Regions from separate parts of the Mus musculus genome. Here region 1 is linked to region 2. The links are chromatin contacts, called in public ChIA-PET maps. All regions are on one chromosome and are shown on one strand. The core of a region is the stretch at or near the end of the contact, and the rest is flanking DNA. Distances in the headings are between cores, read along the strand shown. Region 1 has its middle 13 kb from the start of Ccr9. Region 2 overlaps Slc6a20b (solute carrier family 6 (neurotransmitter transporter), member 20B).

The links. ChIA-PET counts read pairs in DNA pulled down with a chosen protein or histone mark.
Region 1: a contact with region 2 is called in an RNA polymerase II ChIA-PET map of memory CD8 T cells, with 41 read pairs. The contact joins two enhancer-like sites. A contact is called at or near these places in 1 of 39 promoter capture datasets (macrophages), 3 of 115 datasets of contacts at active chromatin or transcription factors (CD8 T cells, bone marrow-derived macrophages and memory CD8 T cells) and 1 of 9 other capture datasets (adipose tissue).

What each region holds. Positions count from the first base shown.
Region 1 is chr9:123,752,472-123,756,676 of GRCm38.p6, forward strand. No RefSeq gene overlaps it. Among named protein-coding and RNA genes, the nearest start is that of Ccr9, 13 kb to the right of the region's middle. Within about 2 kb of position 2,075, at least 59 of the 459 cell types and tissues checked have an H3K27ac peak or open chromatin away from gene starts, as enhancers often do. A contact at or near this core is called in memory CD8 T cells, where this site is marked.
Region 2 is chr9:123,593,468-123,597,493 of GRCm38.p6, forward strand. It overlaps Slc6a20b (solute carrier family 6 (neurotransmitter transporter), member 20B), which reads right to left. Exons shown (of 11, transcript NM_011731.4): 9 at 3,760-3,919; 10 at 2,576-2,741; 11 at 356-1,675. The coding sequence ends at 1,526. Among named protein-coding and RNA genes, the nearest start is that of Slc6a20b, 37 kb to the right of the region's middle. Within about 2 kb of position 1,519, at least 13 of the 459 cell types and tissues checked have an H3K27ac peak or open chromatin away from gene starts, as enhancers often do. A contact at or near this core is called in memory CD8 T cells, where this site is marked.

The DNA of each region.
Region 1 (4,205 bases), core at 825-3,324, 160 kb after region 2:
TCTTTGATCCACTTAGATTTAACCTTAGTACAAGGAGATAAGTATGGATCGATTTGCATTCTTCTACATGATAACAACCAGTTGTGCCAGCACCAATTGTTGAAAATGCTGTCTTTCTTCCACTGGATGGTTTTAGCTCCCTTGTCGAAGATCAAGTGACCATAGGTGTGTGGGTTCATTTCTGGGTCTTCAATTCTATTCCATTGGTCTACTTGTCTGTCTCTATACCAGTACCATGCAGTTTTTACCACAATTGCTCTGTAGTAAAGCTTTAGGTCAGGCATGGTGATTCCACCAGAGGTTCTTTTATCCTTGAGAAGAGTTTTTGCTATCCTAGGTTTTTTGTTATTCCAGATGAATTTGCAAATTGCTCCTTCTAATTCGTTGAAGAATTGAGTTGGAATTTTGATGGGGATTGCATTGAATCTGTAGATTGCTTTTGGCAAGATAGCCATTTTTACAATGTTGATCCTGCCAATCCATGAGCATGGGAGATCTTTCCATCTTCTGAGATCTTCTTTAATTTCTTTCTTCAGAGATTTGAAGTTTTTATCATACAGATCTTTCACTTCCTTATTTAGAGTCACTCCGAGATATTTTATATTATTTGTGACTATTGAGAAGGGTGTTGTTTCCCTAATTTCTTTCTCAGCCTGTTTATCCTTTGTGTACAGAAAGGCCATTGACTTGTTTGAGTTAATTTTATATCCAGCTACTTCACCGAAGCTGTTTATCAGGTTTAGGAGTTCTCTGGTGGAATTTTTAGGGTCACTTATATATACTATCATATCATCTGCAAAAAGTGATATTTTGACTTCCTCCTTTCCAATTTGTATCCCCTTGATCTCCTTTTGTTGTCGAATTGCTCTGGCTAATACTTCAAGTACTATGTTGAAAAGGTAGGGAGAAAGTGGGCAGCCTTGTCTAGTGCCTGATTTTAGTGGGATTGCTTCCAGCTTCTCTCCATTTACTTTGATGTTGGCTCCTGGTTTGCTGTAGATTGCTTTTATCATGTTTAGGTCTGTGGTGTGGTGTGAGGGTACACAGGCCTTCACCTACTTTCACAGCCGATTTGTCCTGGGAAGCTTTCTCTCAATTATGTGACATACACACTGTCATGTATCTGTCTTGTTGGGATTTCTTGACCACTTTTGAGAATAAGATATGGAAGAATCTATGTCTGCCATGCTAAGTCTGACATGCCTCTTTGGTCACTGTTTTTCTACTTTTGTGTTCAGTCAATGTCTCAGTGAATAATTGGTTGTATGCTATGCTGGGCTGCCAAGTTCTTTTCTCCCCTGCCTAGGGTAGGATGCAGCCCCTCTTGACATTTAGTACAAATGCAACTGGTGTTGAGTCTGCAATTGCCAATATCTTTGATAAACATTCTTTTTGGGGATGGTGCCTGAAAGCAATGTGGGTAAAGTCTGGGGATAGTTTGGAAGAGAATGTAAGTTCTTTTTGTTGTTGTTGTTTTGTTTTGTTTTTTGGGACAGGGTTTCTCTGTGTAGCCTTGGCTGTCCTGGAAGTTACTTTGTAGACCAGGCTGGCCTTGGGCTCAGAAATCCGCCTGCCTCTGCCTCCCGAGGGCTGGGATAGAAGGCGTGCACCACCACGCCCGGCTGAGAATGTAAATTCTATCACTTGGGAGTCACAAAGTCTCCATCTTATTGAGAAAAAAAAGGTTAGGCCAGAGAAAAGAGATCACTCTGAGGTCTGGGAGAGCTTGGGGTGGCATTTATGTTATCAAATAACCAGTGGCTAAAGCCATTTCCTCCAGGGTTGTCATTTGTTTCTTCCAAGCTCGTTGAGAGTCTGGCTATGCCAACAATTCTCCCACACTCCCAGACATAGCTTTGTGCTTTCCTCCAAATCTCCCTATCTTTGCATTAAGCAGCAGTGAGGTGCATGATTTAGGATGCTGTAACAAACATATCTCTTGAGATGGCTTCAGTGGACCAGCCCCACTGATCACTAGCACCTGTTCTGAAGCTCAGCCTGGCAGCAGTGACAAGATGGCATGTGACTAGGATACTCACAAGGCCAGGCGGAAACTGTGTGGTTTGGGGTCAGGAAGCCAAGTGCCTGTTGTCAGGTGTAACCCACAGTCCAGGCCCCACCATCAAGTCAGGTGTCTCTGGGTTTCATCGGCTCTAAAATTATGAGTTGACAGTCGGCTGGCACGGAAGTTTGGAAACTAAGCTATCAGCAGATCATCCAGGCTTGAATGTGGTTTAGACATCCTGAAAGGTAGCAGGTGGAAATCACATCACGAGGATGAGTTACAGTCTCTGAGTCATGTGTGTGTGTGGGGGGGTGGGGTGGGGTGGGTGGGGGAGGGTTGGGTGCAAAGAACTGATCTTTGTTCTTAATAATCTGATAAATAAAGACAGATTAACAAACAAGATGGTTTTTATAACAACTTCCTAAGAACAAAGTCTACTTAATATTTAAAACAAATTCAAGATTTTGTGTTGTTGCCCAGCAGATAGAGAACTTATTAGACTCTTTAAATGCTTATTGTGTTGAACATCCCATACTGCACACACAGTTTTGCAGTTTGTTTCTCAGAACTCTTTCATAGTAAAATATCGGCGACTGCAAAGCCAAACTCTTGCTTAACTGCCTTTCACCACCACCGTGACTTTTCCTGGAGGTAAGCATTGTAGACATTTGGCTTGAAGCCTTTTCAAAGCCTTTCGTGTACCATTATAAACAAACATATTATGGTAGTTTGTATTAGTGTGAACTTGGCAAGCTCTAGAATCACCTGGGAGATGGTCCTCTGAATCATCTGTGTTGGAGATGTTAACTGATGTAGGAAGACCAATCTGAGTAGTGGGTAGCACCATTTCCTGAGCAGGGAATCCTGGATTGTATAGATGTGGAAATTGTCCTGATCATTAGCATACCATGCATTCATTCATTGCTGTCTTCTATGCATAATGAATTTGATGTGACCAGATGTTTCAAGTTCCTGCCACCATTTTTTACCATGATGGACTTCACCTTGAACTGTGAGCCAGAAAAAAAATACTTTCTTTTTAAAGTGGCTCTTGTCAGGGTACAGCAGTAGGAAAAGAAACTCCAACACATATATTCCCAGACAGGTTGACTTTGCAATTAACAATGCTAGCCCATTAAGCATATGGTATGCAAGTTGTTTTGATTATTCAGAGCCATAGGGATCTTCCAATATTTGTATAAGTTGACCTTCATCATCTTGTTTACTGCTGCATGGCATTTCCACAGGATGAATGCACTATGCTGTATGTAACCCTCTCCTGGTGATATTCCATCATCAGTAACATGTGCAAGGTTTCTGTCATCCATGTGAAGCTAGTAAAATTCTGTGAGCCAATGGTTAACAACTTTACATCTTAACAGATGTTGTCATAGTCCTTCCCAATGTGGCAGGACCAATTTTCACATTCTCAGGAATAGGTGAGAGTACTTGATTCCTCACCCCCAATATTTGCTACTAAGCTCAAAACAAGTGCGTATTACAAAGATGAAATATTAACCTTGTTGAACATGCATGTCTACTTTCATGATTACTACTTGTATTGTGTGTGTGATGAGTGTCTGCATGTTCACATATGTGGGTGCAGGTGTGCACCCACATGTGTGAGTGTGGATGTGGAAGCTTGAAATTGACATGAATGTTTTGGCTACTCTTCACCTTATATATTGAGGCAGGATCCCTTATTTGAACCCAGAACTTATTGATTCAGCTAACCAGCTTACCGGATTACCCTTGGGATCTCCTGTCTCCGATTCCTGAGTCCTGAGATTATAGAAGAGACAACACACCTCTGCCATTCACATGGTGCTGGGGATTTTATCTCAGGTCCTCACACTTACATATAAAGAGGGTTACTCACTAAGCCATCTGCCCAGCCCAATTATTAACCTTCAGATATTTTTCTTTTCCTGCTCAGAAACTGTTCATACTTTTGCACATTTTAAAATTTGGATATTCTTCTATTTTTTTTCTTGGTGGGAACTGAGTTTCTTTTTTAATAGAAATTGTGAAAAGCAGGCAGAAACCTACAGAACTAGAAAGTCACAAAAACATTGTTCATGTAGAAGGAGAAAAGAAAATCTGTGGCGCGTGTTTGTGCATGTTTTGTTTCCATAGCGTGACTTTAACACCCACACATCTTTAGCAAGTGGAATGAAGCCCCCAAGACTGCAAAGGCAAA
Region 2 (4,026 bases), core at 269-2,768:
CTGATCTAACAGCTACCATTCTGTAACATGTGGGTATCTTGTCAGCAAGAACCAGATTGCAAAGTCCCAGTCTTAAGACTTAGAGAATCAATCACTATCTTCAACCTTTAAAGCCGGTATCCATTGATGGAAAAAAGGCTACACATGATCTTCAGGGCTGGCACTGGGAGGAAGGTCTTCACACTTAATTTTTTTTTTTTTTTTTTTTTTTTTTGTTTTTCAAGACAGGGTTTCTCTGTATAACCCTGGCTGTCCTGGACCTCACTTTGTAGACCAGGCTGGTCTCGAACTCAGAAATCCACCTGCCTCTGCCTCCCGAGTGCTGGGATTAAAGGCGTGCACCACCACACCCGGCTTCCACACTTAATTTTTAATAAAATGTATTGTATTTGAGGTTCACAACATAGTTATAAGAAGTTACGTAATAAATGTGTAGTATACCAGGGCATTACTACGTCATCCCACACAGTTGTTCTTAATAGTAAAATCAGATTTAGTTAAAAAAAATCCTAACAGTTTTGTGTTGCATATAGCACTCCAGGTTTTTCCCCCACATCTCTATTTTGTATTGTTTGGTCTACAGCTCATTTTCCCCTTCTCTATTAGCAAGAGTCTAGTCACATATAAAGGAATATCCATTAGATTGTAAAAAATGGATTTATCTGTACATTCAGACTACTAAAAGAAAGAAACCTGTCAGTCAAGAATACAATATGCTTCAAGAAATACTGGATGGGTGAAGTAAGAGAGTGTTTGAACCCAGGCTGGCATCGGCTGCTCCCTCCCCATTTACCCACCCCCTCTGCAAAGGAATGGTTTAAACAAAAACAAAAGGATAATTAATGTTCTAAAACGTATATACCTGGCCTGGTGGCACATGACCTGTTGTGCTAGTATGGGGAGGCTATGGCTAGAAGATCACAGATTCTAGCCTAACCTGGAATGCATAGGTCCAGACCAACCTGAGGTCCATATATACCAAGACTCTACCTCAACCAAAAAAAGCAATGTTAGAGGTAAATTTGTGGTCTAGCATATCATGACTGTAGTAGTGGTGTGTAAAGAATGAGAGCTAAAGATCAAAATGATCAAAAATTATATCTATTATGAGCTATATAATACAAATGGTATAAATTTTAACAACAAAAGTATACGTCATGGAAGAGGAGGAATAAAAGCTGTTGGGAAGTGGTGGTGCACACCTTTATTCCCAGCACTTGGGATGCACGTAGATCTGAGTTCAACGTCAGTCTGATCTACAGAGTGAGTTCCAGGACAGCCAGGGCTACACAGAGAAACCCTGTCTTGAAAACAAAAACAAAAGGGTAAAAGCCTCAGCATTTATGGTCAGAGTTAGGTTTCTGTCAGCCTACAATTTAATACAGAGAATTTAATTTTCCTTGCAGATTCAGGAAGCAGAAAATACTTGTGGCTTTAAAAAGCAGCTGTAGACCTCCCACTGCTGGATATATAGGGAGTGGCTGTGAAACAGTGACTGACAGGAAGTCTGTGGGACCTCCAGTTCTCAGGCTGCAGAAAACTGTTCTCTGATCTTGAAGTGGCGTGTGACAAAAGTCCCCAGGGCTACCAGAGGGATGCACATGGTGGAGGAGGCTACCAGAAGCCCAATGACAGCTAGTGCGTATGTAGGATAATCCTTAGTCACCACGTGGCCCTGCAAAAAAAGACAGGAGAAGCCTTCACTAGCTGAGGCAACTCCAGCCTCTGTTCCAGACAAGGAAGAGAAATGGTGGGAGTCGGTGTTTAGGTTTGAATATGAAACGCTTCCCTCCAGACTCAGGTGCTTTTTCTCCAGCTGCTAGCTTCCACTTTGGAAGGTTCTGGAAATGATAGGAAGTAAGCTCTATCTGGGGAAGCATGTTACTGGGGACTGATTCTTGGGTTATCTGGTGTCTGGAGGCTTCCCCTGTTTTCTATCAGGAAGTGAAGAAAAAGGCTGCTTCACGCTCTTGTTGGCATGACACTCTGCCCAACCAATAAGGCCAAGATATCGTGGATTGACCTTTCTAAACTATGACTCAAGATTTTTTCTCTGCATTTATGATGTCAGGATTTTGGTCAGTGCAATAATAAAAGTAACATGGGAAGGAATGGACCTGTAGGTCAGCCATACACACACCCCTTACACCCCCCCTACATTAATTTTACAGCAAGCATGCACAAAAAACACTCCCACCTTTTCTCTTTTACCCATAGAGAGCACTATTTCCACATGTAAAGCTCTTAGGTGAAGCTCTTACAAAGGAAGAACCATTACTCATACAGGGATGTCCTCATTGTCTAGGGGAAGTTCCACTGGGATGCTGTGGAGGTGACTTTTATGGTCTTCACACATTGTGGTTGAAAACTCAGAGCCCAGTTCTGCTGTAGTAGATTGAGCATCTGTAACATGTTGATGAAGCTCCCATGCTATCTGTCACCTGTAATTCCCCCCCCCCCCACACACACACACACAGCACAGCAATGGTTCCTGTGTCAGACACTGAAGGGCTGTGTTCTGGAGTGACACTGTTGGCTCTGCTCTGTTCCTCAGCCCTGCAGGGACATCACATACCTGAGTAGCATCCCAGGCTTGGTACTGCAGCGTTCCCGTGAGGATGTAGTCACTCAGGTAGAAGATAAAGAGGCCGACGATGAGCAGTGGACTCACAAACGCCCACATGACCTTCCAGTACCAGCTGAGGGTGCGGCCAGTCATGGCCCGAAGGTCACTTTCAAATCTGTTTGGACCACAGGGGGAGAGCCTGGAGGGAGGGGCTCCGGATCCATACCCTCTGCACTTAGGAAGATGCTATTCTGGTTACCAGTGATCTTTGAGTGTGACCCTGAACCTGTCTGATCCCTTCCTTTCCTGGGGGAGGTGTTGTGGAAAAGAGAAAAGGGCTGATGCTGCCTAAGGGGAGAATGACCAAGAAGGAAGGGATCATGGGGCATCTCCCCAGTGTTGGCCTTCATAGGAAGGCTCCTGATGTGGACCTGAGGGTAATTCCTGGAGAAGATGGAGCCAGGGTGCATGGTGGAGGGGGATGCCAGTTTCCTCAGTCCACAGGGCAAGGATGACATTGCCACTCTGCCCACCCACCCACTCTGTCCATTAGTGATGATGAGTCCAAGTATTCTCTACTCCTCCTTGAGATGGCCTCAGAACAGGCACTTTGTGTTTGGAAGAGCAAGTAGAGTGGAGCAGTAGAGAAGAGGTTGTGAAGGGCTCTCTCTTCCCCTCCTCACAGGATGACTAAAAGAACAAGATCCTAGACTAGTGGTTCTCAGCATGTGGTCCCCGGAAGACCAAGGAAAGTGCTAGACATATCAATTATTGCACTTTCTCCCAGACTTTAGCCAGACCCCTAATGAAGGAGGTCCTGTAATCTTCATTTCATTGGCCACCAGTTTGAAAGCTCTATGTGACATTTTTGGCTCCGATGCATACTTCATCACTTGGAAGACTAAAAACATCCCAGTGTTGGACAGGGTTCTTGAAAATCCCCAATGATCAAAGTATCTAAGCCTGGAGGCTGAGTCCCTGATCAGAAAGCATGCCATGATAAAAAGTGTAGAACAGGAAATAGAAAGAGGCTGTTGGATGCAGGCCAACTGAGGAAGCAAGAGATGAATGAGATCTGAAGGCAAAGAGGCATCTAAAAGGGACATGCCTATTGAGGAAGGATGGTTTTCTTATAAGTGTGGCCCTGCAGCTTAGCTACCCCATGTAGAAGGCAGGGTCTGAGGTCGCCTTACCTCTTTAGCCCATACACATAGCACACAGCTATGGTCTCTACCAGCACAATGAGCAGCAGAGACAGCGTGGCTGTATAGTCATTGAATAGGTCAAACCAGTAGTTCCCAGCCTCCATGGTGAACACCATGCCAATGGCACAGTTGAGGAGGCATACCAAACCTGGAAGACAAGATCACTGCTCATCTCTCCGAGTCTCCCTACTCTCATCTCACATTATTTGCCAGCAGGAGCTACAGGTCCCTAGGTGTACTTTAAAGGGTAGGTTC